4 separate regions of the Mus musculus genome follow, and regions 2, 3 and 4 are each linked to region 1. A link is a contact called in public promoter capture Hi-C data. All regions are on one chromosome and are shown on one strand. The core of a region is the stretch at or near the end of the contact, and the rest is flanking DNA. Distances in the headings are between cores, read along the strand shown.

Region 1 (7,953 bases), core at 1,849-4,348:
CCAGGACAGCCTGAGCTGCCCAGTGATACCCTGTCTTTTGAGGAAAAGGCTGGAGACTGGAGAGGTGGCACAATAGGCAGCATTTCTTGCAGAACCCCAGTTCAGTTCCCAGCACCCACATGGTGGCTTACAACCATCCATAACTCCAGTTCCAGGAGATCCAACAACTTCTGGCCTCAGAGATATTGTATGCATATAATGCCTGTACAGCCATACATGCACATAAAACATCCACACACAAAACAAAATAAAACTTAAAAAAAAGTGATAGCCAGGCAGAGGGCTCAGCACGTAAAGGTGCTTGCCACCAAGCCTGATGACCTGACTTTAATCTCTGGGACCCAAATAGTGGGAAGAAAAGAACTATTACCACAAGTTTTCCTCTGACCTATACACAAACACACACAAACATAAACAATAACTCCAGTAATATTAAAAAGGAAAAAGCTATAAAGTTCTAAAATGACAAACACATCTGTGAAATTTAGAATTTGCCTGAAGAACATATATGCTATGTTCACATATATGTTCATCTGTTCACAGCAAAGTAAAAAGAACATTTGTCCAATGCCAAAACCCAAGTGAACCACTAGAGGGCGCCTTTACCCCGAAGAAGCTGGCTCCTGCCTGTATTTCCAGTAAATCCGTGCAACTCCTTTCCCTTACAGCCTTCAAGCCAACTTGGGGTCCATGCCATTCAGGACTACAGTGTAAGAGCTTGCCTCTGAACAGGAACACATGCCCAGCCAATTCAGCATGTGAAACTGATCAAAGTAAGACCTGCCTTAAATAGATAAATAGATAGATAGATAGATAGATAGATAGATAGATAGATAGATAGATAGATAAATGTTGTTTTTATAAATGTTTTTTTAATGCATGCTGTATTTATCCCTCCCTGACAACATCCACAAAAGAAATAAAGACAATTATGAGGCTGTTGAGATGGCTCTCTGGGTGGAGCACTTACTTGTTACTCTTGGAGAGAACCAGAATTTGATTCCCACATAGTGGCTCACAATCACCCGAAACTCTAGTTCCAGGGGTTCTCACGCAGTCTCCTGAACTCACAGGCATCAGGCCCATATACATAAACTCATGCAGGCACAACACACATATGAGTATAAATAAATCTAAAAATCTTTTAAGAAAAAAAGATGAAGATAGAATTTAAGTTGAGGGCTGGTGTAGTTCACTTGATAAAGGCATCCCTTGCACTACGTAAACCTAGTATACTGCTATATACGTATACTGCTATATACGTATAGTGGTATCTACTGCTGAAATCCCAGCGCTTTGAAGACAGAAGCAGGATCATGAGTGTAAGGCCATACTGCAGCTACACGACAATTTTGAGACCAGACTGGGCACTGTTTCAGATATTTCCCTCCCTTGGCGTCTGCTGGGTTTTCACACAGGGGCTCATTCTGAACTCAGCAAAGTGAGGTGGAGTCTCTGAGTGCTAAAGCCACCAACCCCACAAAGCAAGAACACTCGTTTGTATTGGCATCCAAAAGCCTGAGGACAAGGCAAAGACTCATCAGTATATAAATGTGATCAAAACTGACTTTAAGCAATGACTTGGCCTACATGGGCCTCATCCTCCCCCTTCAGTAGCTTGAGAACATAGCATTTCATGTGGGTGGTCACAATGAAGACTGCAAAGCTACCCAAGAGACCAACAAATAATACAACCTATCTCCTAACTATTCCAAGACAACCCAATGAAGTTAAAAGTTAAATTTTTGCTTTCACAGCCTGACAAGAAAGATCTCTGCTCAATTCTCCAAGGAAAGTTCAAGAGAACAGCAAATTTAGGGTTGTTTTTTCACGTTTGTTTATTAGACAGGGGTTAACCTGGAACCCATCATGTAGATCAGGCAGGCCTTGAACTCAGAACTCAGCCTGCCTGTTTCCCGAGTGCTGGGATTAAAGACTGTACCACTATGGCCAGCCTTGGGTTTGGTGGAAGAATGTCAGGATGAAGGCAGCAAGCACGGCCTGCTCACCGCTTGGCGATCTCCTGGTAGCGCAGCTGTAGCTTCGCCTGCAGGTCTTGCTGTGGGAGGAGAGAAGAAGTCAGAAACTAGGGAACCCCAGGATAGGGTTAGCGAACAGAAGTAGCCAGTTAGGGTAAGTTTACAAGTCATGCATATGAAGAAAGGCAAGGGCATGGCTTACAAAACTTTAAGGCTAAGTTTCCAGCCTTTCCAAGATCTAACCTAAAAAGCCTTCCTTTTAAAGAAAATCTCCTCTGTATATGGGTCAATATACTAAACGTGCTTACCCTAACATTATGGGAATTCTCACCCAAACAGTTGCTTACTAAGCTCCAGTGCTAGATATACCTCCTTTCTTGGACCCTAAATTATCTCTCCTCTTATCCATCTCCAACCTCCCAGGAGCTGCAGAGATCTACAGCTTCCCTGACCTCTTTGTTTTCTTCCAAAATCTAAAAACTGGTCCTCAGCCTTCCAAAAACAGGGGCACAAGATTCCAAGCTGATAGCCGGGCGTGGTGGCGCATGCCTTTAATCCTAGTCGGGAGGCAGAGGCAGGCGGATTTATGAGTTCAAGGCCAGCCTGGTCTACAAAGTGAGTTCCAGGACAGCCAGGGCTACACAGAGAAACCCTGTCTCGAAAAAGAAAAACAAAAACAAAAACAAACAAACAAACAAAGATTCCAAGCTGATACGGGGGATGAGGAAACACCTGGTCTCACGTGGGAGACAAATGAGGCGAAGAGAGAAAGGGATAGGAAGAGGGGCGGGGCGGGGGGGAGCTAAAGCCAGGCAATCTAAGGCCAAGGAAATCCCAGTAACCCGGCCAAAAACATTTAGGACCTTGAGTCTGACTACTGGAGTCACAAATTCAGGGATCCTGGATTATCCACTGAACTAAGGAGATGTTAAGGGGGATAGGATTCAAGGGCGTACAGAACCCAAATCCTTCCCGGCCCGGATCGGAACAGCACACGCACCCCAGACGCCCAGTTCCGCAGCTTTTGGATAACGCGAGTAGCGGACGCCATATTCCTTCCGCTCCGAAGGACGCTGGTGACGACTCTGTCCCGAGGATTCCTGGGTACCGCGTGCGGTCTCGCGAGAGCGAAAGTGAGGCGTGGTCAGAGCCGACTATAAAAGGCATCCCCTGCTCACGTGACTCCTCTCCGCCAGATCGCCGCCATCATGGACACGAGTCGCGTGCAGCCCATCAAGCTGGCTAGGGTGAGGCGACTGCGGGTGTTTAGAAACCTGAATAAAGAGAGAAGAAAGCTGAACATGTCGAGCCTAACTTTCCCTTATTTCCTGTAGGTAACCAAAGTGCTGGGCAGGACCGGTTCGCAGGGACAGTGCACGCAGGTGAGTGATGGGAACATTCGGACCACTTCCTGGGGTCGGAGCGGAGTCCTCCCGAGTACCAGGATTATAACTGGATTTGGTGACGTTTAATTCTAGTAGCTAGGTTCAGGGAGGATATGACTTTGTAAGAAACGCGGATACCGTAGTAAGACTGCCTTTGAAAGCTTTGGTGGTTTTTTGTTGGGGGGGGGGGGGTGTTCTAGACAGGGTTTCTCTGTGTAACCCTGGCTGTCCTCGAACTGAGAAATCCGCCTGCCTCTGCTTCCCAAGTGCTGAGATTAAAGGCGCGGGCTACCACTGCCCAGCTAAAAGATTTGGTTTTTAAAGAGGTGGAGTTGGCGGGACCTGTGTGTCAGTAGTAGACTTGCTTACCATACAAAGAACCCGAAAAAACTTGAGTACTGAACTCAAAGCTAGTAATTAAAGATGTCTAAGGAAGTTCACTTGGAGTTCCAGTCAAGCTTAGGCTACAAAATGATCCAGTACCGAAAAAACCTGGGCCACTGTTGATAGTGTGCTTGCCTCGGTCCACCACATAGAACAAGAACGGTAGGGCATCTCACCTACTCCAGGAGACAGACAAGCCTAGGCTAAAGATGCCCTGACCGTTCGTTCCCCTGGCTTATACCCAGGTCTCCCATCACAGCTAATTAAGAAACTAAGGTAGGGGGACCCGTAGATCAGGGCCAGCCTGAAGTAAGTTGGAGGCACCCAGATAAAATTGTAAGTGGGGAGGGTGTTGTAATTCCAGAAGGATCACAGGATTTCAAGGTCAGATCAGGCTACAGAGACCCTATCATGTGAGTGATTCAATGCCTTTGGTCTGGCAAATGAGACCTTAAGAGTAACAAATGCTTGTAACTGCTGAACCATCTGACCTGACCAGCCCCTGTCCCAGGCTCTGGTCCATATTACCTTTCCACCCCACTAGTAAGTAGCAGCATTTAACTCTTGTATTGGGCTTGTAGGTGCGAGTGGAATTCATGGATGACACCAGCCGCTCTATCATCCGAAATGTCAAAGGCCCCGTTCGAGAGGGTGACGTGCTCACCCTATTGGAGTCAGAAAGAGAAGCTCGAAGGTTGCGTTAATCTTGCAGCTGGTGGGTAAGTGGCAACCCTTGGGAGGGACTTGTTAGGAGGTAAGAAAGGCACTCTATCTAATGCTTGGGTCTGTTTACAGGGTTCTGGATATCCACTACTTAGCCCACGGAATGATCTGCAACTGTTAAATAAAGCATTTATATTAATTCTTGTCTAGAAATTGGTTTTTCCAGCAGCGTCTTGGCTTTATAAAAACTCCAGTGACCATGCACTCTGCTTTGAAAGCCCCCCTCCCCATAGGTGTTTGTTCCTACTGCTTCCATCCACACAATACGAACTTAGTAGAAATACTTTTATTAGGATGTTTCATGAAGTGAGTTGAGGGATATGGCATTACCCAGGCTTTGCCTCACTCTTTCCCCTCAGCATCCTAACAAGCTAGAGGGAGCATCTTCTCAAGGTGCCCTGCTGTGATTCAGACAGCAGAGAGAGTCTAGATGTAGTTAGCAGCTCACAGAGGTAGAGGTTCCTCATTTGTCATTGCATTCCTTTGCAGTGGGAGACCCTGTGGAAGACTGTCCCTAGAACAAAGAAAAGGGGTCCTATAGGCAAAAGGCTAGTTTCAGACACCCACTGGGGGGCAGTGCAGTAGAAGGATGGAAGAAATAAGAAACAATCTTCCAAGCTTCCTAGGTTGAATCCATGTTAGATACCTACCCTAGCTTGGTTGGTAAATAACTGGGATCAGTGATGCAGGAGACCCAGCACTTGCTCATCCCCATTTGAGTCTTGCATGAAATAACTGACCTGTTTGGCAGTTTCTCCATCTTTGGTCTTCTGAAGGTGCTTAACATCTTTGTTTCTTGGGGACCACACTTACCTGGTGGTTTGATGTCAGGTGGGCATGGAGCAGTGCAGCCACCTCATCCTGTTCAGCCTCCAGTGCAATGGCCAGGGCACTTGTGCCCTCCTGAGAAGTAATAGGACATTGGTCCCTGGGCTACAGAGGCAACCACCACCACTACTCCAGGCCCTTGCTAGTGGCTCACATTGTCTAAGATGGTTAGGTCACAACCTGGCTGGGCCAACAACAATTGAACTGTATCAAGGCGTCCATACTCGCTGGCACACATCAGTGCTGTGGCCCCATCAGCATCCTGTACATTGACATCAGCCCCGCATTCTAGCAAGGCAGCTACCATGTCCTGGTGGCCATGGCTGATGGCCAGCATGAGGGCTGTCTGTCCAGTCTGGGAAAAGAGAAAAGGAGGTCTCGAGTATTTTAAAAGTAGAAAGGGACACCACCTTACCCACCCATCAGGACTGGAGTGTCCATTGCACCTGGCTAGCCTTGGCATTGACATCACCCATACTGAAAAGTCTCTGGGCCACAGCCATGTCTTCCTCCTCTTGTCCTACAGAAGTGAGTGCAGCCAACATGAGGGCAGAGTAGCCAGCTCTATTCTGGTGATTCACATCACAGACCCCTGGGAAGAAGAAAGGTTAGTCACTTCATGTAAGCCTCAAATGCACTGATTTGTTGGGGGGGGGCAGTGTTGGGTCTCCAAATCACAGATGGTGGGTAGGCATCTTTTATCCCAAGCTGACCACAGACAATGACAACCAATGAACTTGTACTGCTTCCAGCTCCCCAGCACTGAGACTGCTGGGTAAGAACTCTCCCAGTTGACAGGACTACATCCCTTGTCCCTCAGCCAATTGCATTCTTGTGCATACATGGTGTGGCTATGTGTAAGAACTAAATACAGAGATTAGAGAGACCTGAGTGTTCCCTACCTAGGTTGGCAGCCAGTAAGGTCCTGTAGCCTCTACTACTCATAGCCCCAGAAATAAACCACTGGCTTACATGTACTCTGAAAATGCTAAGTGTTCTTTCCTGTGTCTGTCCCTCTTTAAAAATAAGATTTGCTAATTATTTCTCCTCAGGTCCACTCATACATGCTTTAAGAACAAGGACACAGACTTAAACACTGGAGAATTTGCCAGATATGTAATTCCAGCACTTAAAATATTGGCCAGCCTGAGCTATATAGTTCCAGGCCTATACAGTGAGCCTTGTCTCAAAAAGTAAAGTAAAATTTAGTAATTTTTTTAAACTTGGCCAGGTGATGGTGGCACACACCTTTAATCCCAGCATTTAGGAGGAAGAGGCAGTTCAAATCCAGCCTAATCTACAGAGCACATTCTAGAGCAGCCAGGGCTGAGCAATTTGTAAGACTCAAAAAAAAAAAAAAAGTGCCATGCTGAGGTGAAGGTCCCAACAAAGAGAATAATGAAGTTAGTAACAGGTAAAGGTTAGTAATAGGTACCCTCTATGTTGTTTCATAAGCAAAACAATTATGAGTGGTCACTCAAGGATGGTGCTAGTATACACTAGATTTGATAGTTATGAATAGCCACCTGAGTGTATTTGCCTCAGTGGGGCAATAAGATGAGGCAGAGTTAGGCAGGAGGCAAGTAAACAGCTTGATGACAGTCAACCTTAACAGTGTGAGCAGCACCCGCCCCCCAGGGGATAGACAGTGGAGCCCAAAAACTCAGGAAACAGCAAGGCTTAGGTATATGCTTTTAATTCCAGCAGAGACAGGTGGATCTTTCGTGAGTTCCAGGCTAGCCGGAACTACAGACAGTGTCTCAGGAAAAAAAGGAAATGTCAAGGCCTAGAGATAATATACCCAGGGAGGAAGGTGCTAAATTGAGGTCTCTGGTCTCAAAGCTGATTGTTATTGGGGCTGGGGAGCTAGCTCAGAACAGCTGAAGATATAATAATATCAAAAGGCCTCTACATCCCTGTAATTTCAGTATTTGGAAGGCAGAAGCAACATGGTCACAGATTTGAGGCCAGGCAGGGGCTAGATATCAAGGCATAAGGCCTTGATGGGTTATGTCTGGTACGCCTTATGTCTGGGTGCACAGAGGGGTTAGAACTACTGCAAGCTTGAGGACCACACTTGGATCCCAGCACATACATAGAAAGTTGAGCACCATTTGCAACTCCAAGGCTGGGGAGATGGAAACAGATGGGATTTGCTGGTCAAACAGCTCTAGGTTCAATAGGAAGTTCAGCTTCAGAAAACAAAGTAGGGAGTCAGAAGAAAACACCCAGTGCTGACTTTGGCCAAGTGAACAGCCACCAAGAATAACTTAAGAGAGGCTCAATGGGACCCTCTGCTACTCATCTGTGCCCCTCAGTGATCCAACCTTCACCTGCCTTAGCCCTCTTCTCCACAACTCTGACCTGTATCCAGTAGCAGGCTGGAAATGGCGAGATTCCCATGAGACACGCTGTAATGCAGAGCTGTGTTTCCATTGCCATCAGCCAGGTTCACCACATAAGCCAGCAGCTCAGGCCCCAGGCTTTTCACCCCTCGAAGAACCCCAGCCACAGACTCTGCCTGAGAGCGTTTTTGGCTGGACACTCGAAACCATTCCTGGGCCACAAGGCGTGCTGCATTCTGGCAGGACCAGGACAAAGAATTAATCAATGGTGAGAAAAAAAATGGGAGAGGCCAAAAAATAGTGTGTGTG
Region 2 (7,953 bases), core at 1,825-4,324, 2.3 Mb after region 1:
CTGTCCGTGCGGATGGTGATGTGTAGGAAGAACGAGCACAGAAGTCTCATGTCCATGGCTAACAAAAGGGAAGGCGGCAAAAGTGAGGACTGAGAGAACATGAGGTAGAGACAACATGGTGACTACAAAGGGAGCCCACTGGACACCTGTCGTCTTATCCCAGTGAGCACACACACAGAGTCACCAGAGAAGGCTTACCTCTATCAGAAGGTGGGCCTTCAGGTGACAGGATTGCCCTGAACAGAAATTATGTTATATACACAGAGCACTGACAACCCATGCTAACCAGTTTACCCTCAGACGGGAAGAAGGGCCTTGTGACTTTACCCATCAGGATGGCCACGCTCTATCACTCCAGAGAAAGGCCCAAGATGATAAAATCATCTGGAGCAGGGATATTTGGAATGACAGGGCTTTGTAAAGCAAGAGTTCCGTCAGTGAACTGCATCCCCTACCTCATGGTTTTCAAGATTCTGTAAATGTTCCCCCCCCCCGCCACCTCCCTGAAAATCCTTGGAGTAAGAAGCTACGCCATCCGCTTCCCATGATGCTGTTCCAAGAACCACAGAACATCAGAGACACAATTCCCAACCACAGGCCACACTGCCTGCCTTCTGGGGGGAACTTCCTAAACAATAGCTCAACAGCAGGGGCTGTAGCAGTTGAGGTACCTGGCATACCCTCAGTAATGTAACACGAAGCAGCCTTTGTGGCCAGGCCTTTGTCTGCTTTGCACCAAATGACTGTCCAGTCCACTTTGTTCATCCTACCAATCCTACCACATACAACATACTTTCACTCTAGACAAGATGGAAACTTTCACTCTAGACAAGAACTCCCTGTGTTTCAGCACAGCTAACTGTAAGACAGCCTAACCCACCAAAGGCTGTGGCTAACTTCTCTTACCCTCAACCACTGTTAGACCACACCACATCAGGACATCAAGCTCTCCTGACTGTTGTACTTCTTGAATTCCTTGTCACCTCTGCCAACAAAAAATTTGCCAGGTCATGAAGAGGGCCCTGAACATCCATTCATCCATATTCCTACCAAAGACAGCTGAATGTACATGGGTTTCTAAAAAGGACAGAAACTGACAAAAACAAAAAGGAAGCATCTTCAGCGAGGAAGGCAATCAGATCAGATGAGCAAAACCAGTGTGAGGCATGTCCACAAAGCATTTAAGTTGTCACAGAAACCTCACCACACTCCCAAAGGACTTGGAAAGCTCTGCTCAGCCCGGCTGCACAGGGAGCTAATCCGGGGCTCCGATGAGACACTTTGGCCCAATACTTTTTTTAAGACAGGGTTCTCTATGTAGCCATGACTATCTTGATTGAACTCTATAGCCCAGACTAAAGAGGTCCACCTGCCTCTGCCTCCTGAGTGCTGGAATTAGGAGCGTGCCACCACCACCTCGCTAGATCAGATATTTTTGAGAGCTATTCCAACATGACTGGTACTCTTTTTGACCCTGGGAAAGTTTCAGCTCCTGGATCCACACTTCGAACTTTGGCAAATCTCTTTTCCTCTCAACAGTTCTGGTTTTAACTGTGCAGGGCCAAAGTGAAGCTTGTAACTGAATGTTACTACTCCTACAGTGACTTTGTTTCCACAATTCACAATCAGGACCTCCTAAAGTTAGGATACAAGGCCACAGAAACGTTACCAAATGTAAACTGCCGCCCCCTGAATCACAGAGCTGGTTGGGGGCGGGGGGGGGGGGGGGAACCGAGCTATCTTCCCAGCCATCCTTGTTCTATCCTAAAGCACAGGGGTCTCTCTTAAGGAGCATCAACTCCTGGTGCCCTGGTGGCCAAAGTTCTCCAGGAAGAACCTTAAGCTTCAACGGTACCTCACACAATGGTGGATCTAAGACTCAGCGCGCTATTGCCAACGGGATGGCCCGCACAGGCTGGGAGGGTTTAGGGACTCTTGCCTGCCTCACCTGGACACCGAATGAGCAACAAAAAGCGTGCTAGCAACGCGTTCCCGCCTCAGTCAAATCCTTCCCTGGAGTGTTTAGGGAAAGCTCATTTTTCTAGTGCTATGACAGGAGGCCTGCTTAGAGGCGTGTTCTTCCATCCTTTAGTGGAAATCACCCACATCTTTAAAAAAAATAAAATAAAACAAAAACAAGTCACTTCTGGAAGAGGCTTCCCTGTCGAGCCGACACCCACGTCTCAACTATCCAGAATCCCTGATGTGTGCTCAATCTTGGCCCCCGTGGCCCGCGCGCTCCCGGCTGGCGCGGTGGGACCGACCGCGCAGGCTACGGCCTCCGGAGCCTGGAGCCGCGACGTCGCCGGGCTCGGTGCTCCTAGCCGCACCGCTTCCCTTCTCAGATACACACGGAGCAGGCACAGCGGACCAAGCGCTCCTCGAGAAGCTCTCCCCGACGGGCCGTGGACACGCGCGACACGCTGTCACCATCCGCGGACTCCCCCGGGAAGCCCCACACCGGCTCCGGCCGCCCCTCTGGGCTGCCGACCCCGCCGCCATCTTCCTGCCGCGCCGCCCCCGGGCCTCGGCCCTCGGCCCTCAGCCCGCCGCCGCGCGCCCCCGCCGGCCCGCGCGCCCCCGCAGCCGCGAGCTGCACTCCGTGAGCGACGGTTAGGCGCGCGCTTCGAGCGGGCCCAGCGCGGAGGCCCTGCCGCCTTCGAGAAATTTCCGCGCCCCTGAACCCACACAGGAAAACAAGCCGGGCGCGCCCCCGCGCCGCGGCCTCAGCGCCCCCTCCCCCCATCGGCGCACCCCTCCCCCCGCCCCCGCCCCCGCCCCGGGCGCGGGTCAAGTGCGGCCCGGGGCACCGCCCGCCCGACCGCCCGCCTGGCCCGCGGCGGAAGAGGCAGCGGCGGAGGCGGCGGCAGCGGCGGCCTCGGCCGGTGTGATTGATAGGGACGGCGGCAGCGAGAGCGGCGGCGGCGGCGGCGGCGGAGCGGTTGAGTGACAGCTTACCTGGGTGCCAATCTTCATCACACTGACAAGCGGCTGCAGCAATCGGGACCCGCAGTGCCGCGCCCGCGTCCAACCGTCACGCCGACGCCGGGCCACGCGACACAGCCTCGCTCAATGGGAGGAGGGCGACGCCGATGCGCGCCGCATCAATATTCACCGCGGGGGCGGGGCCTGCCGACCCCGGGCCCCGCCCCCGCCCAGCGCGACGGCGGGCGGGGGGCGGGGCGGGTGGGGCGGGGGCGAGGCAGGGGGCGGGGGAGGGCCCAAGCGGGGCGGGGCAGAGGCCGGTCCCGCCCCGCTGCGCGCACTCAGCCAGGCCCCACCCAGCGGCCCAGCCCGGGCGCCAGTAGCAGCCTGCCCCGCCCCAGAGGCAGAGCTTATGTTTCATGACCACGCCGTGGGGCGTGGCCCAGAGAGCTATAGACCACGCCTCCTCTGCGCACTCGTCTGCTCCCTCCCTTCGGATAAAGGTTTGTGGAACTGGGTGGAACCATCTGCAGCTCAGGCGGGGAGTACGGGCTGTACCATCAGAGGACCTTCGCGATTCTGGGCCTCCCGGCTCTAGCCCTTCGTTCTGAGCGGCGCCTCGCAATCAAGGTTCTGGAGCTGGGGTAGGCGCGAGGAGGTAGGCGTTCATCTTTAAAGACCGAAGGACTGAGCGCTTGAGATGTTTGCCCTGGGATCTAACCATGGATGCAGTCTCCTGACTGACCGTGAAGTGACTGCGGTCTGACATCTGGTCCGTTAGGACTCCAGGCCAAAAAAAAAAAAAAAAAAAAAAAAAAAAAAAAGAAAGAAAAAGAAAGAAAGAGACCTTTCCTTAGGAGGACTGGACAGTGTTGTCTCTAGTTGAAGCTCTGCCTAACCAGATCATCTGCAGCAGCGTACCCCGGGCCCCGTGGCTTCACTGATCGAAGTAAAAGACAGAGCGAAAGAGGCCCTCAATTTGCCTGGCTTGTCTAGGCAACAGTTTTATGCAGTGGCCGCCTGAGTGTGTGATCGGTGCTTCTCATCCGTACACAGATTAAAGCGGTTCTGATGACCCCACACTCCTCAGGAGGAGCCTTGTACCCCAGGACTGTTGGCTGGAAGGGGCCTGAGGAAGCCGCAGCATGTGTTTGGTAGGACACCCTCCTGTGTCCTCAAGGCTCCACAGACACCCCAAGGCATCACTCTCTTTGTAGCTACAGTTCGGTTCACCACAGAACCCACGTGGAAGGAGAAAACCAACTACCAACACATGTGTGGTATGCACACACATTTGTCCACATACAATAGCAACAACAATATTAAAATTTGAAAAACTGGGTTTGGGAGCTGAAGATATGGCTCAGCTGATAAGAGTGCTTACCTAGCATACACAAAACCCTAGGTGGGATCCCCAACACACATTAAACCTTACCAGGTTTAATATGGTGACATATGCCTGTTATCTCAGCACTTGGGTAGTCGAAGCACAAAGATCAGAAGGTCAAATTCATTCTTATCTACCTTTTGAGGTCCTAGCCAATATGGAATACATAGGGACCTTGCCTCAAAGAACAAAGTTATTAAGCATTGCAGGGATTAGCCGGGCGTGGTGGCGCACGCCTTTAATCCCAGCACTCGGGAGGCAGAGGCAGGCAGATTTCTGAGTTCGAGGTCAGCCTGGTCTACAAAGTGATCTCCAGGACAGCCAGGGCTATACAGAGAAACCCTGTCTCGAAAAAACAAAAAACAAAACAAAACAAAAAAAAAAAATTGCAGGGATTAACCAAAGAGAGTATCCTGTTTTGCTTTCCATTGCTGTGTTAAAACCCCGACCAAAACAACCTGGGAAAGGCTTATTTGGTTTTTATTTCCACATCATGGCCTGTCACCAAGGGATGTTAAGGCAGGAACTGAAGCTGGGCTGTTACTCCTCTCCATGGTTTGATCATCGTAATTTCTATACAACTGTGGATCACCTGCCCAGGGTTGTCAACACCCACAATGGTTGGGTCATTAGATCACCATACCATAGGTCCCAGGAATCCTTTGCTTCCTGTGTGAGACCACACAGGACCTCCTCCTCCTAGGGCTGAGATCCAGATGGCTTCTAAGGAAAGAATATTATACATTTAACGCTATTTACCATTCGTTCTGTGTCTTTTTTTAAAGATATTATTTATTTGTCTTATATATAAGACAAGTACACTGTAGCTGTCTTCAGACACAACAGAAGAGGGCATCTGATCCCATTACAGATGGTTGTGAGCCACCATGTGGTTGCTGGGAATTGAACCAGGACCTCTGGAAGAACAGTCAGTGCTCTTAACTGCTGAGCCATTTCTCCAGCCCCCCATTCTGTGTCTTTACAATGCCCTTTAAAGCTTCACTTTTAGGGGTGGGAGAAGTGTCTCTGGGGTTAAAAGCATTATTATTCTTCCAGAGGACCGGAATTTGGTTTCCACCACCAATGTCAGGTAACAAACCACCTGTCACACCAGCTCCAAGGGATCCTACATCACTCTCTGTCATCTGTGGGTCCATACACACAGAAACACATGTACACATACACATAAATAAAAATAAATTATTTTGGATGGCTGGAGAGCTGGCTCAGCACTTTAGAGCACTGACTGCTCGCCCAAAGGTCCTGAGTTCAAATCCCAGCCACCACATGGTGGCTCACAGCCATCTGTAATGGGATCCAATGTACTTGTCTAGTGTGTGTCTGAAAGACAGCTACAGTGTACTCATATAAATACAATAAACAAATCCTTAAGACAATAAATAATTTTAAAAGCTCCTTCACCACTTTCCTAAGGGCCATGTTTCAGAGCATGAGTGAGAAGCCACACACACAGCAACCGTATGCAGAAATTCAAGAGTAGAACTCGCTGAGCAGTGGTGGCACACGATTTTAATCCCAGCATTTGAGAGGCAGAGGCAGGCAGATTTCTGAGTTCGAGGCCAGCCTGGTCTACAAAGTGAGTGCCAGGACAGCCAGGGCTACACAGAAAAACCCTGTCTAAAAAAACCAAAAAAAGAAAAAAGTAGAATCTGTTCCCATTTTTAAAAGGAATGATCTTGGAACTTGCAACCTGCTTTTCCCACTCTTTAGGAAGCACCTGGACATGACCTCACTTTGGAACCTAAAACTTTATCAGATTTTATTTACCCTGATTTTATCCCAACTGTCATTGACAGCAAAGAGGATTTTAGTCCTCTTGAGTATAGGTGCTTGTGGTGGACACATGTCCGCAGGTATAACAGAGGGAGGGAGGGACCAGTTAGTCACCCACACTGTGTGTAGATCAGCCACACTGGACAGTAAGAAAGATAATTGACTGGGATGGAGGCCAGACAGGTGGTAGTGTGTTCCATGCAAAACCCACAGAAGGGTAGAGTGACAAAGGCGGCAACTTGAAGGACTGAGCTTCCGCTCTGGTTTGCAGGGGACCTCACAGAAAAAGAAAGACATGGTAGCCCCTGACCACTAGGACTTCAGTGTGCATATCAGCCCAGTAAGTATCAGATGGACACAGGCCATTCCATGTCGGGTAGAGGAGGACCTTGGGTATCCTTAAGGGATCTGGGGGTCTGGAAGGAGGGTGATGATGAATGTGTGGGGTACTCAGCTACTCAAGAGGCTGAGTCTGGCCGGACGTGGTGGCGCACACCTTTAATCCCAGCACTCAGGAGGCAGAGGCAGGCAGATTTCTGAGTTCGAGGCCAGCCTGGACTATACAGAGAAACCCTGTCTTGAAAAAATAAAAGAGGCTGAGTCTGTGAGTCTGGAGGATTGGGAGTTCAGAGCCAGCCGGAGTGATTTTAGCAAGACACATCTACCTCTATCCCTCGTATCAAAATCAACCTGCTAAGCTTGGGTGTTGCCTATCTGTAATCCTAGCACTTGGTGTTGGGGACAGGAAGGTGAGAGGTCAAGAACATCCTTCCAAAAAAAAAAAAAAAAAAAAAGAACATCCTTGCTATAGGAAGTTCCAGGCCAGCCAGCCAGGCCTATATGAGGCTCTGTCTCTGAAGAATGAAAAACAAGGGCAAAAGCCAAAGCAACCAGACAGTCGATTATAATGTGTAGATTCCATTAGAGTTGTTCCCTCTTCTGTTTTAGTTTTCTCTTTGTGTGTAGTATCTGTGCTTGTGTGCATGTGCATGTGTGTGACTGTGTGGGTGCGAGAGGTGTGGAGATCAGGGGCTAACATTGGCTGTTCTCCTCAGTCAGTCTCCACCTTATCTTTTGAGTCAAAGTCTCACTGGACCTAGAGCTACCTGCCAATTGAGGCATCCCCTTGTCTCTGCCTCCCCAGCTCTGGGATTATAAGTGTGTAAGACTTCTGGGACATTTCGCATGGGTGGTAAGAATCAAAGTCAGTCCCTCCATCCCTAAAGTGTCTCCCTTATCCCAAGTCTCTTCATGCCGGGTATACAAAGTTTCCTAGGGATACCATAACTGACCGAGTGATTTCATAGCTGAGGAGGTCAGAAGGGCCTTAAGATTCAGTCAGGACTGCCCTCCCCAACAAGGCCTGGGGGTGGGGGGGGGTCCTGCTCTCAGCACCACAGCTTCTCTCAAGGTTGCTAACAGGTGCTTTCTGGTCCCCAAATGCTTTATCCTGTCCTTACCTCTCTTCCTCTTTTCTTTTTGTGGAAAGCTTTCTGGGGTACCACTTGGCAGGAGTCTGACATTGGCCAAGGGCAAGGAAATGGGCTTCAGGCAGGAATCTGACATTAGGGCATAATAAGGAAGTAAGTTTCAGCAAGAATATGACTTTAGGCTGTAATAGAGAAGTAAGGTAAGGCAGGAATTTTAGTCTTAGGGTGGAACAGAAGAACTAGGCTTCAGGCAAGTTTTGGGGCTTGGACAGGGAAGTGGGCTCAAGTATTTTGGTCATAATGACAAGTTCTTTTTTGGGGTTTTTTTGTTTGGTTGGTTTTTGGGGTTTTTTTTTTTTTTTTTTTAGTTTTTTCGAGACAGGGTTTCTCTGTGTAGCCTTGGCTGTCCTGGAACTC
Region 3 (7,953 bases), core at 3,346-5,845, 2.1 Mb before region 1:
TGAGGGTGGCTGGGGGGCAGGGTGGTCAGGGGAGGGTAGCTGGGCATAAGGACCCAGGGAAAGTGGTTAAGGGAAGGTAGTAACCAAGGGACAGTAATGAAAGGCTACAGTTGCTTTCTGCCTAATCTTTATTTATTTTTGTTTGTTTTGTTTTTCGAGACAGGGTTTGTGTAGTCCTGGCTGTCCTGGAACTCACTCTGTAGACCAGGCTGGCCTCGAACTCAGAAATCCGCCTGCCTCTGCCTCCCGAGTGCTGGGATTAAAGGCGTGCGCCACCACCGTCCGACCTGCCTAATCTTTATTACTGTGTCTCTTTTCCCTTTCTTCTCTCTCTTACTCTCTTTGTTCCTCCTCTTCCCAGTCCTGAAGGTAGCTGTGGAGCCTCCTTGGCCCCTGAACAGGGCCCCTCGGCGTGCCACACCTCCAGCCCACCCACCTCCACGTTCTAGCAGCCTGGGCAACTCACCGGATCGGGGTCCCCTTCGGCCCTTTGTTCCAGAGCAGGAGCTGCTTCGCTCCCTGCGTCTCTGTCCCCCACACCCTACTGCACGCCTTCTGCTGGCCACTGACCCTGGAGGCAGCCCAGCCCAGCGCAGACGCACCAGGTAATAAAGCCTGCAAGTTTGGGAGCCTCTGGATGTGATGAAGTTAGCAGTGGTAAAGAATAAGGTGAATCTCCAACCAACGTGAAATAATGAAATCTTTACCAAAACAAATTTCTGCAGCACTGGTCTGGAAAGATTGAAGGAGCTGGGGGTGGGGTGGGGGTGGGGGCTTTATATGGAGCCATGGACCAGAGTTATATTTCGAGGGTCATTGGAAGAGTAGGAAGATTTAGAGATCCATTGGTGGGGGCTTTGAATCTTTCAAGACTCTAGGAATGTTGGTTAACATTGCTGGGGATAGGCATGTGTCTCACAGATTGGGAGCCAGTAGGTTCCAGGGCCACGGCATGTATGCCAGGAGCCCTTCCAGGCAGGCAAGGAGTGGGTGTCTCCTTTATTTCTCCTCTTAGCTTCCTCTTCACCTCTGACTTCTCTGTTTTTCTCTCTCCCCTGCCTTCCCTCTCCCCTTCTCCTGTCCATAACATCCCCCTACAGCTCCCTTCCCCGATCTGATGAGAGTCGATACTGACAGGAAACTTGGGAGGGCAGATACACTCCCTCCTGCAACTTGCAACCCACTCTTCCATCAAGATTTTTTCTTCCTCTTTCTTGAACAACTGGGTTGCCAGGGTTCTAACTAGCCTAACACTTTGTAGCTTTTCTTACCACAGAAGACACCCCTGTACTCCCAACCTGTGCTATGAATACTCTCCCACAGACAGGCTGTTCTGTTCCCAGATCTCTTGGGCTAAATGGCTCCTACTGACTCCCTAGAGAAGCACACTCTGCTTACGGTCAGACTCCAGACCACCAGAGGTCCAAGGGCCTCCTCTGCCAGGGAAACCTTTAAGGAGTGTCCTGCCAATGGATTAATTCCCTTCACAGTGCCCACTAGTAGCTCTAATCCTGCATCCTCCTGCCAAACCTGCCCTTTTAGTCTGATAACTCCATCCCCTGAGCAAGCTCTGCTTCAGAGCAGTTCTTGCTGGTAGGACCAGGGTGTGGCTTCCCAACCGGGTCCTCCCAATATTGCCAAACTCTTACTTTCCAAGTGTTATGTAGATATGTCAGACTAATGTTGCTCTGGGGGTCTCTGCAGGAGACACACAGACTCCACCACTTTCTTCAGATAAGCTGTCTGTCTCTTGGCAGTAGAACCCAGGAAACAGTCTAGGACCATTTAGCTGTGTCTCTGATAAGCCTGGTCCATTAGATCCTGGAATCCCCCCGTCCTCCTTAGTAAATACACTTGTGAGATTGTCTTGAGATGAGATGGGGATCACCCTTGTGCTACCCCGACTTCTTTTTCCTTCATAGCAAGAGCTTCCTTCCCTGCTTCCATGCCCAGGGTGTAGAAGGACCCTTCTCCTGGCCCCCTATTCCCCCATTAGATCAGGTGCCTCAATGTGTCCCCTAAAGTCCTTGGGAGCAGGACCTCCCTCCTCCCTCCCTCCTTCCAGATTCCTTTTCCCTCTCAGTGTTGTCTCAATAAAGTGTGGGTTCTTCTGTGTTTTCTAAATTGACATTTTCAGCGAAAAACATCTTAAGGTTTCAGCTTCGTTTGTGCTTCATGCTCTTCCTGGGGTCTCAGTGCTCTTTGTCCCTCTTAGATTCAGCTCTGAGATCTGTAGCAGAGCTCAAAGCCTCCAGCCTCCTTCTGAGTCTCTGCCTTTCCCCATACTTACTGCTGGTTCTATTCTAGAGTTGCAGTAACTGTAGACCTCTCTACTAACTTGGAAGCCATAGGTCCCCTACCCCCAGTAACATATACCTCCTTCCCTGGCCAGCCTTGGTAAGATGTGGATTTGCTAGGAGCTTGGGCTCACTAGCCTCAGGACTGTTTCTGGATCCCTCTCCTACTCTTTGACCTCATCATGTCTGCACCACAAACCCCACAGTGCTCTCTGAAGACAAGTCCTGCCTAAGATCAAGAATCCTCACAGGGAGCCCGATGGTGGTGGTGGCGCACACCTTTAATCCCAGCACTTGGGAGGCAGAGGCAGGCGGATTTCTAAATTCAAGGCCAGCCTGGTCTACAGAGTGAATTCCAGGACAACCAAGGACTATACAGAGAAACCCTGTCTCGAAAATCCAAAAAAAAAAGAAAGAATTCTCACAGGGTACTGGGCATGGTGGCACAAGCCTTTAATCCCAGCCCTTGGGAGGCAGAGGTAGGCGGATCCTGGTAAGAGTTTGAAGCCAGCCTACATAGCAAGTTGCAGTCCAGCCAAGGCTACAGAGTGAAAGCCTGTCAATAATAATAATAATAATAATAATAATAATAGTCCAACAGGGTCAACCATCTCTAAAAACTACCCTTTCTTCCTTGCTACTGTGGCCTGAAAGTTCTTTTATTTATTTGCTTATTTATTTATTTTTAAAGATTTATTTATTGTTATATGTAAGTACACTGTAGCTGTCCTCAGACACACCAGAAGAGGGCATCAGATCTCATTACAGATGTTTGTGAGCCACCATGTGGTTGCTGGGATTTGAACTCAGGACCTTCAGAAGAGCAGTCGGTGCTCTTAACCGCTCGCTGAGCTATCTCGCCAGCCCCGAGTTCTTATATTTAAAAGAATCATTTTAAGGGAGTTCACACATTCAGGCACCATGGTTCAGCAAGCTCCTTCCTGCATGCCCAAGTGTTTTTGACATAATTAGATCACATCACACACCATCCCAGTTAGAGCAAAGCAACAGTGCAGGATGGTACAGGAAATCTTGAAGTATAAAATAAGCCCTCCCCTACCTTTGCTAGAAGTCTTAGACAAGAATCCTTTAGGGAGGTAGCTGCCCATCGTCTTTGTTCCCACGCTATCCCTCCTTTCTCCTCTGACCCCTCCATGCCACCTTTTCATCCTGAGCCTCTTCCCCTTCATCTCCCGTTTCTTCTACAGGGGGACTCCCTGGGGGCTGGTAGCCCAAAGCTGCCACTACAGCCGCCATGGGGGATTCAATACCTCATTCCTGGGTACAGGTAAGTAGCCACTTTTTCTTATTCTCCAACCAAATAGGTCACACACACATACGACTACAGTCTCCCTAGATGCCTGGTATTTCCACAGGCAACCAAGAACGGAAGCAGGGGGAACAGGAAGCGGAGGATAGGTGAGGTCTACACCTCCCCCTTAACAGCTGCCAGCACCTTCTGACACTGCCTAACACTACTCCTCCTGCTTCCTCCTAAGTCTGTGTGAACTGGATACCAGTTTCCCCCACACATCTTTCTACCTAACGTCGTATAAGCCTTCTTCCTTGTGGCTTGAATTCTGGTGTTTTTCCCCTCTGTCGTGCTCTGAGTACTTAAGTTTGGACACCGTGGTAACTGTCCCAGCCTTAAAACCCAACAGGTGTCTGTACATTACCCTGCACCCACAACCTTGAAGAATTGTCTCAGCGTAATTCCCCGTTAGCAGCTCTAACACACGCTTCATCTCCCTGCCCACCAGGTCGGCCAGTGAGGATCGGGTCTTGTTACTGGATGGGTCTGGGGAGGAGCCTACACAGACAGGTGCTCCAAGGGCCCAGGCGCCACCCCCCCAGTCCTGGACGGTGGGTGGGGACATAATGAACGCCAGGGTCATTCGAAACCTGCAGGAACGCCGCAGCACCAGGCCTTGGTAACCATGGCCAAAGCTTAGTCCTCAGTATGGATGCATTCATTCACTCATTCATTCAACAGGCCTGTCAGCCTCAGATCCTTTGTATCGTTATTTTTAACCAGAGCAATAAAAGTATTTATTTGTTATCACTATAGCTACCGACAAAAAGTGACTTGTCATTATTCAAATTCACATGCCCCTCAGTCTCTCTCCTGAAACTATATTCAGTCCTACCTCCCCTCATTTTGCTAGGCCTGACAAGAGGCTGCGCAGGCGCCCTGGGAGCGCCCCGGCCCGCTGTGCGCAAGCGCACTCCCGCGTAGCGGCGCCTGGGCTGCTGCGGGCCCGCTGTGCGCAGGCGCACGGTCTCTCCGTTTTCCTCCCTTAGCCCCGGCCCCCCCCTCCCTCCTTTCCCCTTCACGAAGCCGGCTCCGGGGCGCGCTGCCCGGCGAGGAGACGGAGACGGGACGCGGGAGGCGCCCGTTCACTCCCGGAACACCATGTACCGTCCGAGCCCGGGGGCCGCCCGGCGCCTCGGGCCCTGCCTCCGCGCCTACCAGGCGCGACCCCAGGTGAGGAGGGGCGGGCGGAGACCCTCCTCAGAGCCGGCCGAGGGGCGGGGCGCCGGGCCGCGCAGGCGCAGAGGCCCCCGCCGCCCCTGACCACCCGTGTGCTGCACGTGTGAGGGGCGCGGGGCCCGCTAGGGCCGGCGTTCCCGGTGAGGTCCGGGGAGCGGCTATCCCGGGTGGCCCCGGTCCCCGCCGTTCTTACCTGTGCCTGGAGGTGACTTGAAGGGCAGGGCAGAGAGGCCGGAACTGCGGGCCTGTGGTGCACCTGCAGAACGGTCCTGCCCGAAAGGCTGGCCGCTGCACCGGGTCGGGCTCCGGGGGACGGCGGGAGCACGGCCACGCCCCCGGCGACGGGGAAGGCTCCCAGAGGGCTCGGCCAGGCCCCATGGACCCCCTGCCCCTGGGGTTCCTGGGCGCCAAGGGACTTGGAATCAGGCTTGACCTCGGGTGACCTGCCATCCTTGCAGTAGCAGCGTTAGTGACCGAGTTCACCCTTCAGCAATCGGCCCGATTGTCATTTAATGGTGCAGAAAATGATAATATAGAATATATATGTAATATATAATGATAATAGCTTCCGTTTATGTACTACTTTATGGGTGACGAAGTTTATACATTCATCATCCTGTTATATAGGCCTCTCCTCTATTTACTGGAAACTGAGGTGCAGGCAGAGTGCCCAGAGGTTCCAACAGAGTCAACTCAGAACTATTCACACCTTCACTTGGATGTTCTTTGCCCTGCACAGCTCTATTTCAGAATCCTGATACATGTTATATATAGATCGCATCATTTCTCCCATGGAGCAGTAAACCAGGATAATGATGGAATCATAGGTGTTCTTTCTAAAGTTGGGGACGGTGGCCCTGGTGCTGTTGTCCTCCTGCGCTCTTTCCTCATGTCTCCCTTTCCTCTGGTAAACTCTCTTCTGCAGGTAGGACTTGAAGCTTCTGATCAGCCCAGCTGGGGTGGAGGAGCATGAGCTGATTTCTTGTTCCTTTGTTTGGTTTTGTTTTTTAAAACTAGGTCTGTGTAGCCCTGGCTGGCCTGGAATCCATGGTAGCCCCTACACCACCATGCTTAGATGTCTGATTTTTTTCTTTTTGTTCTCTTTTCCCTAGGACCAGCTCTCTCCTCGACCTCTACCATTCCCCCCGCTCTGGCCCCACTCCACTCCACCGACTTCTCCATCTTTTCCTCCTCACCGGTCACTACCACCCTCACATCCTCCTACCCACCATCTTCCCCAGGCTCCTCCACCACCTCTCTCTCAGGCCCAGGCTCTCAACTCATTGAGTATGGTTCTTCCTCCGAGAAAGAGGGAGAAGGGACCAGGACCGGAACTACACAGTGGTTGCCTGGATGGGCTTAGGAGCCTTTTTGAGGGACCGCCTTGCCCCTATCCTGGGGCTGTGATACCTTTCCAAGCCCCTGGACCTTCCCACTCTTCCCCCACCACTCCATCAGGAGATGAGAGTATGGAGGAACACCTGGCTGTCATGCATGAGAGACTAAGACAAGAGGTAAGCAGCCCATCTGTAGCAGGGAAATATGGAGACTAGTCAGTTAACTTGTCCTCGTTACTGTGCTGTGAAATGCCTTCTTGGGGAAAGGGTGTCCCTGTTTGAATTAAGGACCATTAAATTGAAAGTGCCGTTTCACTTGGGGCGGGGGTGGGGGAGGGTGAGTGGAAGTTAGAAGACCCTAAAGATAGATTACTGAGGAGCCAAACTGGTTATACTCTGGAGGTTGAGGGAAGAGGATTCCAAGCTCAAGGACTGAACCTTTCCTGCTGAGTTGATGCCTTCTTCTTCCACCTAGCTTCCCACCCTCTTCCTTCGCTCCCATGACTACACTATATATTCAATGGATGTGGAATTCATCAATGAGATCCTGAACATTCGTACCAAGTGAGAGTTGGGACGAGGGAGGGAGAAGAGGACCCATGCTAAATAAATACTTGGGTCTTGTCCCAGAGAAGGTTCTAGCTGCTTCCTGAGACTGTTCCCCCACACCTTGGCAGAATCAGTTTTGGTTCTGCAGTCCTGATATTCCTGTCCCTTTATTCTCACAGGGGCCGGACATTTTATGTTATGTCCCTGACCCTTTGCCGCTTCCTGGTTTGGAACTATTTTGCACAGTTTCGGTTGGAGATTTTACAGCTGACCCGCCACCCTGAGAACTGGACCCTGCAAGCCCGCTGGCGTCTAATAGGTCTGCCCATACATATGCTCTTCCTGCGTTTCTACAGGCGTGATAAAGAGGATCTTTACCGGTAAGAGGGAAGGGGCCGAAACTACAGTGGCTTCCCTAATACTGCTGGTCTTCCAGCAGTCCTTAACTTACCCTGATTTGGCTGTCATCTTACTGAGGGTAGAGATTTTTAGTCTATCTTTTTAAATTTTAAAATAACATGTTTGTGTGCATGTGGTAGTGTACATTAGAGCAAGTGAGTGTTTAGAAGACAGCCTGTGGGAATGGGTTCTGTCCTCCACCATGCACACCCTGGGGATTGAACTCAGGTCCTCAGGCTTGCCTGCAAGTACCTGTACACAACCATCTCAATGGCCCAGCCTGCTTTTCAAAAAGTTAGTGGATTTTTGTGTCTGTTAAGAACTCAGTGGCGGGCTGGTGAGATGGCTCAACAGGTAAGAGCACCCAACTGCTCTTCCAAAGGTCCTGAGTTCAAATCCCAGCAACCACATGGTGGCTCACAACCACCCATAATGAGATCTGACTCCCTCTTCTGGTGTGTCTGAAGACAGCTACAGTGTACTTACATATAATAAATAAATAAATCTTTAAAAAAAAAAAAAAAAAAAAAAAAGAACTCAGTGGCTAGCCGGGCGGTGGTGGCGCACGCCTTTAATCCCAGCTCTTGGAAGGCAGAGGCAGGTGGATTTCTGAGTTCGAGGCCAGCCTGGTCTACCAAGTGAGTTCTAGTACAGCCAGGGCTATACAGAGAAACCCTGTCTCGGGAAAAAAAAAAAAAAAAAAAAAAAAAAAAACAACCAAAAAAAGAAAAAAGAACTCAGTGGCTAAGAGCACTGGCCACTCTTCCAGAGGTCATGAATTCAATTACCAGCAACCACATGGTGGCTCACAACCATCTATAGGGGGATCTGATGCCCTCTTCAGATAGGCAGATATATATGCAGCAGAGCACACATACAT
Region 4 (7,953 bases), core at 3,574-6,073, 2.0 Mb before region 1:
ACCCTCCTTGGAGCCACGCACTCACCTGTGTGAGGGTATGGGCTTTGAGAAACAATGGTATGTGAAATATACTGTTTCTGGGCCTGGAAAGATGGCTCATCTGTTAAGAGCACTGATTACTCTTCCAGAGGTTTTGAGTTCAATTCCTAGCAACTACACGGTTCACAGACATGCGTAATGGGATCTGATGGGTCAGATATTACACACACACAGGAAAACTAGTGATGATCAAACTTAGGGTCTTGTACATGTTCTAGTTTTTAAAAGCCCATCTACCACTCCCTAATTGATTTCATAATCCTCTATTGAGTATTGTGTTGTATCAGGCATAATAGCCAAACGAGACAGGGAAGTAATAACTCCAAAAATTGATTTGCTCAGAATAACACAGCATGTAAATAGAAATGAGTCACAAAGCCCCCAGTTTATACACTCTCATCAGCATACTTCAGCTTGAAGTGCAAAGAACCAGAGAAGCTAACATATAAAGAGGGGTTTATATGTTAAACAGTTTTAACACATTAGGTTGACTGATTCATTTGTTCTTGAGAAGAACCCTGTAAAAGTATGGTTGTTCTTTTTTTTTTTTTTTTCCCAGATGAGAAACGTCAACATAGATGGGTTAAGGACCGTCTCTAAATCACTCCTAGCGTTTTCTCGTGGCTGCTAAGTTCACAGAATTAAAGTAGCTCCTTGGCAAGACCCTTTCTGTCTTTGTTTGCTTGTTTTCGAGACAGGGTTTCTCTGTGTAGCCCTGGTTGTCCTGGAACTCACTCTGTAGACCACCAGGCTGGCCTCCAACTCAGAAATCTGCCTGCCTCTGCATCCCCAGAGCTGGGATTAAAGGCGTGCCCCACCACGCCCGCCCGGCCCCCTTTCTGTCTTTGACATCTCTTTCCAGATCAGTACGGGTGGAACTGTATCTACATCCCCACCTCCCCTACTCGGGTCCGTCCTATTTACTCTGCAGGAATTATGCACACCTGGTACCGGTCAGTATTTGGGCATGCATCCTCAAAATGAATCCTGCTCTCATGGTAACTACATAGCCGGCGTTACTAACAGACAAACTAGAGACAGAAATTCAAAACTGCATGGGTGGATTTTACCTATAAAGATGTCACACACGGGGAAAACGCTGAAAGGAAAAGTAGTGTACCCCAAGAAGTAAACTCCGTCCTGCCAACCCAGCAGACGCCTACGACCCTTTGCTCCAAGTGAAGGGCAACCATCTTTGGTACCTACGCTGGAGTTCGTTCCCTCGTGGCCTAAGGTTTCCGTGTCACCAAACCTACACCCGGGCCAGGGCGCCAAGCAAGGATTAGCATAAAAAAACCTAAAACCGCAACCCAAATTACCTCAGCCCAGTGACACCTAGGGCACGCCCCTCCCGCCCTCAGGAGGAATCAAAGATGGTAACCCGGGCGCGGGCTGCCGAACTCACCGACTGAATCCGCGCGCGCGCGCCACCAGTAACGGCCGCTACCAGGTGGCGGGAGTGCGAATCCCGGAAGAGAGTCGGTGGGCTGATTGGCTCCTGGAACTGTCTTTTACTGCTGGAAGCGCGCCGATTGATTCAAGTCGGAAGCCCCGCCCCTGCCTCACCTCCTCACAGCTCAAATGTGCGGCTACCGGCGGGAAACAGGCTGAAGAAAACGCTAATCAGGAGGGTGTGGCCTGAGAATCCCGCACCGTGATTGGGTAGTGCCCTAGGCCAACCCTCCGTCGCTACGTCATCCACGGACTACTTCCCGCGCAGATTTCCAAACGCCTACCAGAGAGTCTGGCGCCAGTTACCGGCGGCGGCTAGAAGGGCTCTATCATAGAAGTCATTCCAAGGCCAGAGCGCCCTTCTCGGTCATCCCAGAAATGGCGCCAGCTGACTCACGAGAAATGGGGGGTTGCAGGCAGCAGTCGTGGCTGGAGGCTGCAGATTGGAAAACACCCTGTAGGCGTGGCACTTTAGAACTCCCTATTGCAGAGGGATTTTATTTCCGTTTGATTTGGACTGTTTACTTGCTTTTCTTCCACATCTATGTATGTACGTATTAATGTATAAAATGACGGACTTTTTTTTTTTTTTTTTTTTTTTGGTTTTTCGAGACAGGGTTTCTCTGTATAGCCCTGGCTGTCCTGGAACTCACTTTGTAGACCAGGCTGGCCTCGAACTCAGAAATCCGCCTGCCACTGCCTCCCGAGTGCTGGAATTAAAGGCGTGTGCCACCACGCCTGGCCAATGACGGACATTTTGAGGTCATCTTCCTAAATGGAAGATCCTAAATACAGCAAGCTGTTTTGCTAAAACCTCAAAGTCTGTCGTCGTCTTTCAAAAGAGGAGAAAAGTATAATAAAATAATTTATTTCATTATAATAAAACATGAAGGTATTCCAGGAAAGTGGCTTGTATAGTTCTTTCCCGTTGGTTTTTTCAATATGTCCATAATAAATCGCCAGACGTTTGAAGCTTTAAGTTGGATGACTTATCCGTGTTCCTAAAGTAAATGAGACAAATTCAAGTAGCACGAAATAATCAATAATCGCTTTCATTGTTGGCATAACCAAAATTGAAATATTTTTAATGAATAAAGGAGTATTGATGTAACTTAAATGTTCTTTGTTGTTGTTGTTGTTGTTTTGGTTTTTTGTTTTTCGAGACAGGGTTTCTCTGTGTAGCCCTGGCTGTCCTGGAACTCACTATGTAGACCAGGCTGGCCTCGAACTCAGAAATCTGCCTGCCTCTGCCTCCCAAGTGCTGGGATTAAAGGTGTACACCACCACTACCCGGTTAAATGTTCTTTTATTTAAAAGATGACTTGAGCTGTATGTTGATTGCATGTCTTTGATTCATTTTCTTTAAGCCAAAGAAGGGTCTCACTATGTGCCTCCGCTAACCTCGAACTAACTAACTTAGCAGGTCAGCCTTGAACTCACAGGGATCCTCCTTCCTTTCACTGGTACAACACGATTATATTCTAGATACTGCTTACTACATTCTAGATACTGCTTACATTCTAGATACTGCTTACTAGACCCTTCCCTTTGTTGTTGTTGTTTCTCTTTTTAAAAGAGGTTTTTATGTGTATTGGTAGTTTGCTTGCATGTATGTCTGTGTACTACTACTATGGGTGACAGAAATTGAACCTGTTCTGAGAAGGGCAAATTCTCTTAATTGCTGAGCCATCTCTCTAGCCCCACGTATGTTGTGTTTCCAAGACAGGCTCTCATTTTGTAGACTAGGTTAGCCTCCAAAGTGCAATGATCCTTCTGTCTCAATATCCGTATTTCTTGGGAGTTTGGGCAGGCACAATCTAATTTTTCCTTTCTATTTGTTCATTTAGAGACTGAAGCTAAAGCTTGTACCTCAAGCTGTCTAGGTAGCCTCTAGGTAGCCGGTGTTGACCTTGAACTTCCCTTGCCTTCTAGTCAGAATTCGGGGACTAATCATGTGAACCACTCTTGCTCTAATTAATCATTTTGTATCCCTTTAAAGCTTTGAGGATACTTAGTAATTTTCGAAACCCTGGAAAGAGAACATTAAGGCCTCTAACTTGAGCCCATTCAATCAACTCCCTTCTTCCTGCTCAGTTCCAGCACATTGCCACAGACTCACCTAATGAATAAAATCATTTAACTGGAAAAACAAACAAATCCCCTTGCTTCAAGCAAGTGTCTGAGAGAGGGAGGCACTGTCTAAAGACTGACATTCTCTTAGTCTGTCCACCCTACAGCCTGTCCTGACAGGATGACCAGAATGTCTTCAGCGTCGTCTGAAAGGCCCAAATCCCACGCAGATTTTACATACACCTTCTGTCTTAGGCAGGATTTCCATTCCTGCACAACCAAGAAGCAAGTTGGGGAGGAAAGGGTTTATTCAGCTCACACTTCCACATTGCTATTCATCACTGAATGAAGTCAGGACTGGAACTCAAGCAGGTCAGAAAGCAGGAGCTGATGCAGAGGCCATGGAGGGATGTTCTTTACTGGTTTGCTCAGCTTGCTCTCTTATAGAACCAAGACTACCAGCCCAGAGATGGCCCCACCCACAATGGGCCCTTCCCCCTTGATCACTAATTGAGAAAATGCCTTACAGTTGGATCTCATGGAGGCATTTCCCCAACTGAAGCTCCTTTCTCGGTGATAACTCCAGTCTGTGTCAAGTTGACACATAAAACCAGCCAGTACACCTTCATTCTTTTGGGACATCAGCTCCATGCAGTTTTCACCACGATCTTTGCAATTTTGTTTCTCTTTTGAAAATCCTTGAGACAACTCCCTTGGAAACAGAAGGGTAATTCTTTCTTCTGGAGGGATGCGAGGGAGCTGTGCCTTACTGAAATTCCTGTCTTGGGATCACAAAGAACTAGATACTGTGTATCAGGGAAGGACAACATAGTTCTCAGGATTTTCCGCTGAGCTATGCAGTCTGGCTTTTCTAGACCTACTGCGGTGGGCAGCTGGCAGGGCGTGTCCAACACACCTTCCAACTCTGGCACCTCAGATCTCCTAATTACTACATTTCTCCAAACCTCTTTTAGTACAAAATCCTCTCTCAGAATAGAAAATAGGAATCTCGTGTGAGGACATTTTTCATGAAAAAATAAAATCACACACACACAAGATAACCCCAATTCCTCATACAGTACCCACCCATTCCTAACTTCTTTTTGCAGCGTGGACAACAATAGAGAACTACAACTCCCAAAAAAGACTGCGCTCGCCACTGGCTCAGAAACCAATGGCCGCCTGGCACGTGATCGGTTGGTCTAATCAGCGACTGGTTGGGTAGGCTTTGTCTAAGACCCGGGGCGCCCGCCTATCTCCCGCCCCCGGCCGCGCGAACGCGAGCCCCGCCCTGCGCGCCTTCCCTCCTGCGCTCGCCGGCCTCTTCTGCCTCTTAGAACCTTCCTGCGGTCGTGCTTGCATCTCGCTGCTGCAGCCTCCCGGGCTCCGGTCCATCCTTTCAGTCTGAGACCGGCCCAGAAGAAAAAAACCCCAAAAACCTTAATTTTCTTTCTTGTTCGGTACCTACATTGGAACCATCAAAAACAATTATTTCAGTAAACCGTAGCCATGAGGGAAATCGTGCACATCCAGGCCGGACAGTGTGGCAACCAGATCGGTGCTAAGGTAAGGACTTTAAAATTTTAGCTGAAATATGTAAAGATGAGAATTCTGTGTTAATTGTGAGCATTGTTCACGGAGTTCTTGCATTCTCCACCCGTCAGATTTGGCCCCTCAAAGTTTTTCACGTATAAATATAACCCATATTTGTAGCTAGCGTTCTGATATTGAAAAATGAGGAAATGTTTTTCTTGGCACATTTTCGGAAAGCTAATAAAAGAGCCTTTCGAGTTTAGGGAAAAGGAGAGGCTGAGGGACTGTGAAGAGCTGGTCTTAAAAGGGGTTTTCTAACGGTTCGAGGACTGGAGGGATGCGGAAACGATCCGAGACAAAGCCGAGGCGAGGTTTTCCCCTTGCGCCACCCCCACCCAGCCTGGAGGGCTCTACTGGAACAGAATGGAGGGGGGAAGGGGCGAGGTTTGGCGGGCAGCTGCAGAGGTGCCCGGTGCGCATTACCTCTCAACAAAGGCTTGGACACTCCATCGAACCCGCCATCCCAATGCTTTTTTTAGGTAATGACTCTGTATAGGGGCCTACTTTTACTTTTCATTGCCCTTTAGGGTGTGAGCGGTATGAAAGTGAGCTTTTCAAATATGTGAGACTGTCTGGGAGACTAAGGAGAGGGAAGGAAGGGAATAAAGATAGGCAATGGGGCTTTTTAAAGATTTTTCCCCCTTTTTTGCTAGCAATTAACAATGTAGCGGGGGAGGGGAGGGAGGAAGTGCGGCCGCTAAATTGTAGCCGAAGGGTGGGACCCTTTGGGGGCGGGGTTGGAGCCCCTGGCGCGCAGGGACAATGCGGCCCCTACCCGCGGGGGCGCACTGGCCCCGCCCCTCGAGCTAGGCCCCGCCCGCGCTGCTCCCGCCTTTGTGGTTTGCTGGAGGAGCGGCCCGCCACCGCAGTCACGTGGAGCACGTAAGGGGTGGGCGACTGCAGTGGCCGCACCTTTCTCCCCCAACTCTTTTGTGCTGGCCTGGAAGGGCGGTTCCTGGCTTCAGGAGCCAACCTGGGTGCAAAGCCAAATAGGTGGGCTCCAATCCGCCCACATAGAGGTTTATAGCGCCTGACCCACCCATCACCGGTCCTATGCCGAAAGGTTTTAGCCTTCCATCGCGTAGGTTCCTCCATGGGACTTCCGCAAGCAGATAACGGAATTGCAGTGTCTTCACCTCAGCCTCGTTTCAGCGTGTCTGGAATTGAAATGAGGGGCGGGAGGCATGCCTTAGGACTTGAGACATTGAGGCCTCGTTGCTCTTCCCTGTGCAGTTCTGGGAGGTGATAAGCGATGAACATGGCATCGACCCCACCGGTACCTACCACGGTGACAGCGACCTGCAGCTGGACCGAATCTCTGTGTACTATAATGAAGCCACAGGTGAGGGCAGAAATCCCCACTTAACATTTATTCCCTGTCCCCTGTATTGGACAGTGAGCCCAGATGAATGCATCACTGGCTGCCCTGGAACTCCCATAGATCGTCTACCTCTCAAGTGCTGGGTTTAAGGAGAGCATCACCACGCCCTGTTTTTCCACACTTCTAAGTATCTATTACCCCTCTGCATGGTTCCCATTTTTTTTTCCCTAGACTCACACCCTAAGGGACTAAAGATTAGCTCTACTGCCACCAGGTGGTAGTGCCTGGAATGACAACTTTAGTGCTTTGTGGCTGATCTCCCACCCAGAGGTAATGCATTGCTGATCCGTCAAACATTGACTTGAATTCCTGCAGGTGGCAAGTATGTCCCTCGAGCTATCTTGGTGGATCTAGAACCTGGGACTATGGACTCCGTTCGCTCAGGTCCTTTTGGCCAGATCTTCAGACCAGACAACTTCGTTTTCGGTGAGTTAGGTGGAATCGATTTCTATTTGCTCAACTGAATTATTCCAGTCGTTGAAAGATTAAGAAGTATTTGTGTTTCTCTCATATCTTAGTGATTAAACCTTTTCCCTTACTGCATTCCAGGTCAGTCTGGGGCAGGCAACAACTGGGCTAAAGGCCACTACACAGAGGGAGCTGAGTTGGTTGACTCTGTCTTGGATGTGGTGCGGAAGGAGGCGGAGAGCTGTGATTGCCTGCAAGGCTTTCAGCTGACCCACTCACTGGGTGGAGGCACTGGCTCTGGCATGGGCACCCTGCTCATCAGCAAGATCCGGGAAGAATATCCTGACCGTATCATGAATACCTTCAGTGTGGTGCCCTCGCCCAAAGTGTCTGATACCGTGGTCGAGCCCTACAATGCCACCCTGTCTGTCCATCAGTTGGTTGAGAACACGGATGAGACCTACTGCATCGACAACGAGGCCCTCTACGACATCTGCTTCCGTACCCTCAAGCTCACCACGCCAACCTACGGAGACCTGAACCATCTCGTCTCGGCCACCATGAGCGGCGTCACCACCTGCCTCCGTTTCCCGGGCCAGCTTAATGCTGACCTTCGAAAGCTGGCTGTCAACATGGTGCCATTCCCACGTCTCCACTTCTTCATGCCTGGCTTTGCCCCTCTCACCAGCCGTGGAAGCCAGCAGTACCGGGCCCTCACTGTGCCTGAACTTACCCAGCAGGTCTTCGATGCCAAGAACATGATGGCCGCCTGCGACCCGCGCCACGGCCGGTACCTCACAGTTGCCGCCGTCTTCCGTGGACGGATGTCCATGAAGGAGGTGGATGAGCAGATGCTCAACGTGCAGAACAAGAATAGCAGCTACTTCGTGGAATGGATCCCCAACAATGTCAAGACAGCTGTCTGTGACATCCCACCGCGTGGCCTCAAGATGGCAGTCACCTTCATTGGAAACAGCACAGCCATCCAGGAGCTCTTCAAGCGCATCTCT

What was found. Promoter capture Hi-C pulls out the DNA fragments that hold promoters and counts their contacts.
Region 2: a contact with region 1 is called in a promoter capture Hi-C map of pre-B cells, with 4 times the contacts expected there. The contact joins the promoter of Pknox1 here to the promoter of Rps28 in region 1. A contact is called at or near these places in 2 of 39 promoter capture datasets (hippocampal neurons and pre-B cells).
Region 3: a contact with region 1 is called in a promoter capture Hi-C map of liver, with 2.3 times the contacts expected there. The contact joins the promoter of 2310061I04Rik here to the promoter of Rps28 in region 1. A contact is called at or near these places in 2 of 39 promoter capture datasets (both in liver).
Region 4: a promoter capture Hi-C map of liver shows a contact between it and region 1, with 2.5 times the contacts expected there. The contact joins the promoter of Tubb5 here to the promoter of Rps28 in region 1. A contact is called at or near these places in 2 of 39 promoter capture datasets (liver and pre-B cells).

What each region holds. Positions count from the first base shown.
Region 1 is chr17:33,819,707-33,827,659 of GRCm38.p6, reverse strand. Rps28 (ribosomal protein S28) reads left to right here and starts at 3,098. Exons shown (of 4, transcript NM_001355384.1): 1 at 3,098-3,226; 2 at 3,314-3,361; 3 at 4,330-4,467; 4 at 4,544-4,624. The coding sequence starts at 3,188. The coding sequence ends at 4,452. It overlaps Ndufa7 (NADH:ubiquinone oxidoreductase subunit A7), which reads right to left and starts at 3,088. Exons shown (of 4, transcript NM_023202.4): 1 at 2,980-3,088; 2 at 2,010-2,059. The coding sequence starts at 3,030. Kank3 (KN motif and ankyrin repeat domains 3) reads right to left here. Exons shown (of 11, transcript NM_030697.3): 7 at 7,664-7,880; 8 at 5,746-5,891; 9 at 5,454-5,654; 10 at 5,285-5,374; 11 at 4,743-4,985. The coding sequence ends at 4,935.
Region 2 is chr17:31,559,894-31,567,846 of GRCm38.p6, reverse strand. Pknox1 (Pbx/knotted 1 homeobox) reads right to left here and starts at 3,074. Exons shown (of 11, transcript NM_016670.3): 1 at 2,959-3,074.
Region 3 is chr17:35,894,020-35,901,972 of GRCm38.p6, reverse strand. 2310061I04Rik (RIKEN cDNA 2310061I04 gene) reads left to right here and starts at 4,595. Exons shown (of 6, transcript NM_001033630.1): 1 at 4,595-4,782; 2 at 5,901-6,302; 3 at 6,601-6,689; 4 at 6,854-7,054. The coding sequence starts at 4,711. Atat1 (alpha tubulin acetyltransferase 1) reads left to right here. Exons shown (of 13, transcript NM_001142744.1): 10 at 362-605; 11 at 3,506-3,585; 12 at 3,674-3,716; 13 at 4,058-4,378. The coding sequence ends at 4,232.
Region 4 is chr17:35,835,171-35,843,123 of GRCm38.p6, reverse strand. Tubb5 (tubulin, beta 5 class I) reads left to right here and starts at 4,823. Exons shown (of 4, transcript NM_011655.5): 1 at 4,823-5,127; 2 at 6,388-6,496; 3 at 6,851-6,961; 4 at 7,085-7,953. The coding sequence starts at 5,071. Mdc1 (mediator of DNA damage checkpoint 1) reads right to left here and starts at 1,626. Exons shown (of 16, transcript NM_001010833.2): 1 at 1,445-1,626.